Regions from separate parts of the Triticum aestivum genome. Here region 2 is linked to region 1. A link is a contact called in public Hi-C data. All regions are on one chromosome and are shown on one strand. Each heading gives the region's core, a stretch centred on a gene start, on an enhancer-like site or on the middle of the called end of the contact. The rest is flanking DNA. Distances are from core to core; before and after follow the strand shown. Region 1 holds the start of LOC123162606 (pentatricopeptide repeat-containing protein At4g16470). Region 2 holds the start of LOC123155519.

What was found. A called contact is a pair of places that touch in the nucleus more often than the background predicts.
Region 2: a contact with region 1 is called in a Hi-C map of leaf, with 7 times the contacts expected there. The contact joins the promoter of LOC123155519 here to the promoter of LOC123162606 in region 1. A contact is called at or near these places in 2 of 5 Hi-C or Micro-C datasets (both in leaf).

The regions. Positions count from the first base shown.
Region 1 is chr7B:536,933,861-536,936,955 of IWGSC CS RefSeq v2.1, forward strand. LOC123162606 (pentatricopeptide repeat-containing protein At4g16470) reads left to right here and starts at 1,435. Exons shown (of 2, transcript XM_044580373.1): 1 at 1,435-3,033. The coding sequence starts at 1,536. The coding sequence ends at 2,801.
Region 2 is chr7B:537,316,693-537,319,554 of IWGSC CS RefSeq v2.1, forward strand. LOC123155519 reads right to left here and starts at 1,492. Exons shown (of 6, transcript XM_044573681.1): 1 at 1,213-1,492; 2 at 438-1,039. The coding sequence starts at 982.

The DNA.
Region 1 (3,095 bases), core at 185-2,684:
CAGGCGCCCGTTACAGGCCATTTAGCGCTGCAGGCGACTGGGCCGGCCCGTTTAATTCTTTCTTCTTTTCCTGTTAAAAGTCAAAAAAAAGGTGCGACCGCTGAGACTCGAACTAAAGACCTTTTAAATCTGAGCTACGCGTACAAGCCACTATGCCATCTCAACTGATTGTGCAGACTCAAATCCTTTTCCCTATTTACCTTTACAGTTCGCGGAACTTTATTCTTTTTCTTTTCCTTTTTTTCATTTTTCTAGGAGCTGTTTTGTTCAGATTTTCTCTCTCTTTTTTTTGGCTAAATACGTGAACTTTCTATGCAAAATCATGATTTTTTCTAAAAAAAATCAATGACCATTTCTTCAAGGCCGATGAATGTTTTCTCGAAATCGATGAACACTTTTACAAAATCGATGAACTTTTTTTCGAAATTGATGAATGTTTTTCCAAAACGACGAACTTTTTTCAATGTTGATGAACTTTTTTTCAAAATCTATGAGCTACTTTTCAGATTCATGTTATTTTTTCCAAAATCGGTGAACTTTTTTCAAAATCCATGAACTTTTTTAAATTTTGATGAACTTTTTTGAAAATTGATGAACATTTTTTCAATTCAATGAACTTTTTCTCAAAATCCATGAACTTTTTTTGAAATTTGATGAACTTTTTTTGAATTCGATGAACTTTTCTTCAGAAACAGTGAACTTTTTTTCAAATTTGTGAACTTTTTTCAAATTGGTTGAAGGTTTTTTCGAAATTGATGATCTTTGTTCATTTTTCACGAACCTTTTTTCAGAATTCGTGGGTTTTTTTCTGAATTTATTTTTCAAATAATTAATTCTGGGTATATAGTATATCTCTAGAGGAAGGGTTAAATGTTCCTCGTTTCTAATAGTAGACAAGCTTGGCCGCTTGGTCTGGGGGTTCGGGTGTTACGTTTCTCTTCCTTAGACAGTGGGTTCGAGTCTCAGTTTTTGCATGTTACATCAGTAGGTTTTTTACCGTCTTTTTTCCTTGATTGGGCCGGCCCGCTAGCTCACGTATTTTGCAGCGCCGACTAAGAAGAGCTCCCATGAAAAAAAGACATTTTTAACAGACAAAAAGAATACGAATGGGCTGGCCCAGCGCGGAGGACGGGGTGCGCGCTGTAGTCAGCACTACTGCTTCTTGGCCCACCAGCCAGACGAATCCCACCATATAAGCTTTTTTATGCTTCATTGTCTCAAAAAAAAAAAACTTTTTTATGCTTCAAACAACGCCAGAGTTTGATTTAGACTGAAATTGCATAGTTTAGGGGTGCAACTGACGAGATTTTGATTTGGGGGTTCGTTTCACCAAACCTCTACAAGTTTAAGGTTTAAAATGGATTTTTTTTCTGAAAAGGTCTGTTACAGAACTACAGACTGATATGCAAACCCTCGTTTTTATCTTTGAAACAGGAAGGTTTCCGTTGGAATTCAGAAGAACAACATTCTTCTGAGCAACTAAAACATGCTATGGTTAATTCCCCTGTTCTGACCCTGCCTGATTTCCCTAGGCCATGGACTCGAGTAGCCTAGCGCGAAAGCTGAGGTCGCTGTGCATCGGGGGGCAGCTCTCCCGGGCCGTGAGCCTCCTCCACCGGAGCGCCGTGTGCGCCGTCTCGGGCGCCTACGCTCTTCTGCTGCAAGAGTGCGTGAACCGGAGGGACGCGAGGCTCGGCAAGAGGATCCACGCGCGCATGGTCTCCACCGGCTTCAGATGCAGCGACTACATGGCCACCAAGCTGCTGATCTTTTATGCGAAGATCGGGGAGCTCAGCGTCGCCCGGGACCTGTTCGACGGAATGCCGCGGAGGGACGTCGTGGCGTGGAACGCGATGATATCCGGGTGCACGCGCGGGGGCGAGGAGGCGCAGGCGGTGGAGATGTTCGGCCTGATGCGGGCGGAGGGGCTGAGGCCGGACCAGTTCACGTTCGCGTCGGTGCTCTGCGCGTGCGCCAGGATGTCCGCGCTGGACCACGGCCGGCGCGTGCACGGCGTCATGGTCAAGTCTGCCGTCGCCGCCGTCAACGTGTTCGCCAACAGCGCGCTCGTCGACATGTACCTCAAGTGCAGCAGCGCCGAGGACGCGCGCCGGGTGTTCGCAGCCGCGCCAGAGCGGAACGTCACCATGTGGACCGCGCTCATCTCCGGGCACGGCCAGCACGGGCACGTGCGCGAGGCGCTGGCGCTCTTCGGCGAGATGACGCGCGACGGGTTCCGGCCGAACGACGTGACGTTCCTCGCTGTGCTCTCGGCCTGCGCACACGGCGGGCTCGTCGACGAGGGGCTTAGGCACTTCTCGTCCATGCCGTCGGACTACGGGCTCACCCCGAAGGGCGCGCACTACGCGGCGGTGGTCGACATGCTCGCCAGGGTCGGCAGGCTCCGCGACGCCTACGAGCTTGTCAAGAACCTGCCGGACTGCCAGGAGCACTCGGTGGTCTGGGGCGCGCTGCTGGGCGCCTGCAGGAAGCACGGCGACGTGGGGCTGGTCGAGCTCGCCGCGCGGCGCTTCTTTCGGCTGCAGCCGGGGAACACCGGCAAGTACGTCGTCCTGGCGAACACTTACGCCGCCTGCGACATGTGGGACAGCGTGGCCGGTATGCATGAGGCCATGAAGTCGCTCGGCATTCGGAAGGACCCTGCTTGGAGCGCCGTCGAAGTCCAGGGGAAGAAGCACATCTTCCTAGCCAGAGACACATACCACGACGAGCGTTGGGAGATATACGAGGCCTGCAATGCCTTGGCCCGTGCGATCACTGAGCAACCCTTGCGAGTGTGAGCTATGGTGGAAAACATCGGCAATCACTGCTGGTCGGAGATGTTCATAAATCCTTGCGATTTGTTGAGTGACGATGCTGGCCTTGTCGTTTGTCAGCAATTCAGCTGTATCCATTGACTGACAGGCAGTACCGGCAGTGCCATCTGAAGGGGATATTTCTGAATGACACAGCACAGTCGGTCGTTCGGACAAGAGATAGAACAGCTGATTTCTCTGGAGTCAACAAACTCAGGTCAGCTAGTGCCATACTAACTCTGTTTCCAACAACAGTTGCCTGAATGAAACTTTTCCAAA
Region 2 (2,862 bases), core at 242-2,741, 380 kb after region 1:
CTGATACCAAAGTGTATAGCCTCCTATGGATAGCTACAGCCTCTAAAGTTTGGTAGGCTCTACGAGTAAACAAAACTCTACCACAACCTACCTTTTACCCTGCGAAATTGTTCTGCATACGACTTGATATTTACGATTCACGTCCAACATTGTGATCCCACGACTCCTATTGATGCATAGATCTGATCCAAGGGTAACTGAGCAGTGTCGTACAAAAGTCGTAAAAAAAATATCGTACACATAGCACTGCTCTTTACCCTGCCAGCGCGGGAAACCCAAGGCCAAGAGTGTATAATATCAGTTACTAACTGCCTAACAGGGTATTCTGCTTGTTCATTTCTTTCTCAAACAATACAATCAGACAATCTGGAAACAGGATTGCATAATCATCCAACCAGTACCATTGAATGCATACAAGGAACTGCCAACAGACTCACCTGGGCATCGCGGAAGCTTGACCGCCATTAGCATGAGCTGAAAAGGGAGAATTCACTTCCAGGTCACCATTGCCTGCCTCATCACCAGTCTCACAAAGGGAGTCTGCGAACGAGCTCGAGCACTCCGTGCTATCCCCTCCTCGCTGGTCAGTCGAGTCCTCCGGACTCGCCATGGGCAGTTTATAGGAGGAGGAGGAAGCTATCCCCACAAAATCGGCACCCAAAGGCCGGGTGCAAGGGGCGAGAACGGCGCCTTCGCCCTCGCAGTGCTCGGGCTCGGATTTCACCCGCACCTTGCCCAGATTCTCCTTGCCCCCGTCGCCCTTGCCGTTGACATCCATGGCCAGGGCAGGGTCATCTGAGGAGTCGATACCGTCCTCACAAACCGCTGTGGCCGCGTCATCGGAGCGGAATTCACCGGGCACAGAACCGCCTCCCGGAGCGACGGATCGCTCCCCGTCGGCTTCGGACTTCAGCGCGTTCTGGCTGTTGCCGCCGCCGACCTCGCCCTCGACGTCCAAAGCCGGAGCCGAAGCCGGCGCCATGGGTGCCGGCGAGCAACGGAGAGATCCCCGAGGCGCCCGAGGCGGAATCACAGAACCCTGCAGCAGATTACAGCAGCAACCGCTGAGAAATTCGCACAGAAAGTAACCTAGCGGACACGAAAACAGATAACATCGCCGCGTCGCGGGAAAAAGGAAGATCCAATTGCCCATGGAACGGGCGAGAGAAACGCGAGACCGAGCAGGGCCATAGGCGTAGGGATTGGGCTTACCGGCAGGGCCGCGAGGGGCGGCGAACTCCGACAAATCGCCTGCGGGGGAGGATCAGGGCGACCGGAATGGGGGCTGAGGACTGGGAATTGGGGGTTCTCGGCCCGGAGTCGAGAGATCGATTTGGGGATTCCGTTGGCTCCACTGTGTTGTTGTGTTTGCGCCTATTTCTTGCGGAGGAAGAGGAACGGGCATCCTCGAGCGGGCGAGCCCTCTCTCTCTCTCTCTCTTCTTTTTCCCCCCTCTCCTCAACGTTTGATGGGGTCGGGCGAGCGAGCCGTGGAAAAGCGGCTCTCCTCTGCCTGCCGTGGCGAATTATAACGGCGCAACGCCAGCGTGCCGTCACTACTCCTGCATTACGATCTCGACTACTTGCCCCTTCCAGTCAGGCAAGCAAGATCAAGGATACGGTAGCTCGTTAACATATTCCATAACTTTTTGGGGGGAATTGCTCTCGGCCGTGCGAGGGCGATGTACTGCGGTGGTCTTGACACGGTGGCGAGGTGTTGCGACAGCGGCGGTGTGACTCCGACAGTTTGGCCAATCTGTTGATGGGGGTGGGAGAGGTGCGACGGTTCGGATGAAAATCCTGCTCATCCTTCGGAGCTAGCGGTGACGACGCCCGTGGGTGTCGTTTTCCTTGTTGGAGGCGTCGCCAAGGTGTGTCGGCATCTTCCCTCCTTGATCAGATTGTGGTCCTCGGGCGAAAGCCTTGTCCGTTGCAGGACCGACTATGGCGGCGGTGTGGCGTCATCACTCTATTGAGAGCATCGCATGTGGAGACCTGGCCTGGACCTGGCCTGGTGGTTCTGTCTGTGGTGCTTGCCGCTGCCCGAGTTAATCTTCGTGGGCGCTATGTATGCAGCTGCCGGTGATTCCAATACGATGGCTTTCTCATGGCTGACCGAGTCCCGCTATTCACTCGTCGTCTCCTCTTAGGCATTCAAGGGTGGGTAGTGCGTTGGCAAGGGAAATCCAGTTGGAGTTATTACTCTTCAAGGCGACTGACTTTTGTTGTGACGCGGCTAGATGATTGACTTAGGGCAAGCCCTTTTCCGTTGTGTTTGTACTTGTCATAGTGGAGTGTGGAGTTCCAACTACACTTGTTGTTCGCAGCAAGTTGTAGTCTTTTGTAATTGACTTCCGCCTTCTATAAAAATATGGTACGCCTAGGTGTGTCATCGGAAAAAATTGGGGGGAAAGCTTTATCTTTGCAAACATGAAGCTCCCATCGAGTTCGTTTTCCACATTGCCGCTTGGGCCTCCTCCTATCTCTGGTCGGGCTATCTCGTCGGCGGCCAGGAGCAGGTACCGTTCCTTTTGTTGTTCTTAATTAGTTATAGCATGTTCTTGTTTTCTGAATTTTTGTTTCCATGGCGGCATCGATGAGGTTGAAATAGTGATGAAGCATTGGAGTAACGTCTCTTCTAGCTGTCTCGTCGGCGGCCAGGAGTAGGGACCGTTCCTTTTGTTGTTCTTAGTTAGTTCTAGCGGGTTCTTGTTTTCTGTATTTTCTCCATGGCGGCATCGGTGAGGTTGAAACAATGATGAAGCTTTAGAGTAATGTCTCTTCCTGATTCAACGACATTCAACCCAACACCAATGAAGGGCCCGTGAGAATAGGTCTTGTCATATTTATTGCTTCTCTTCAG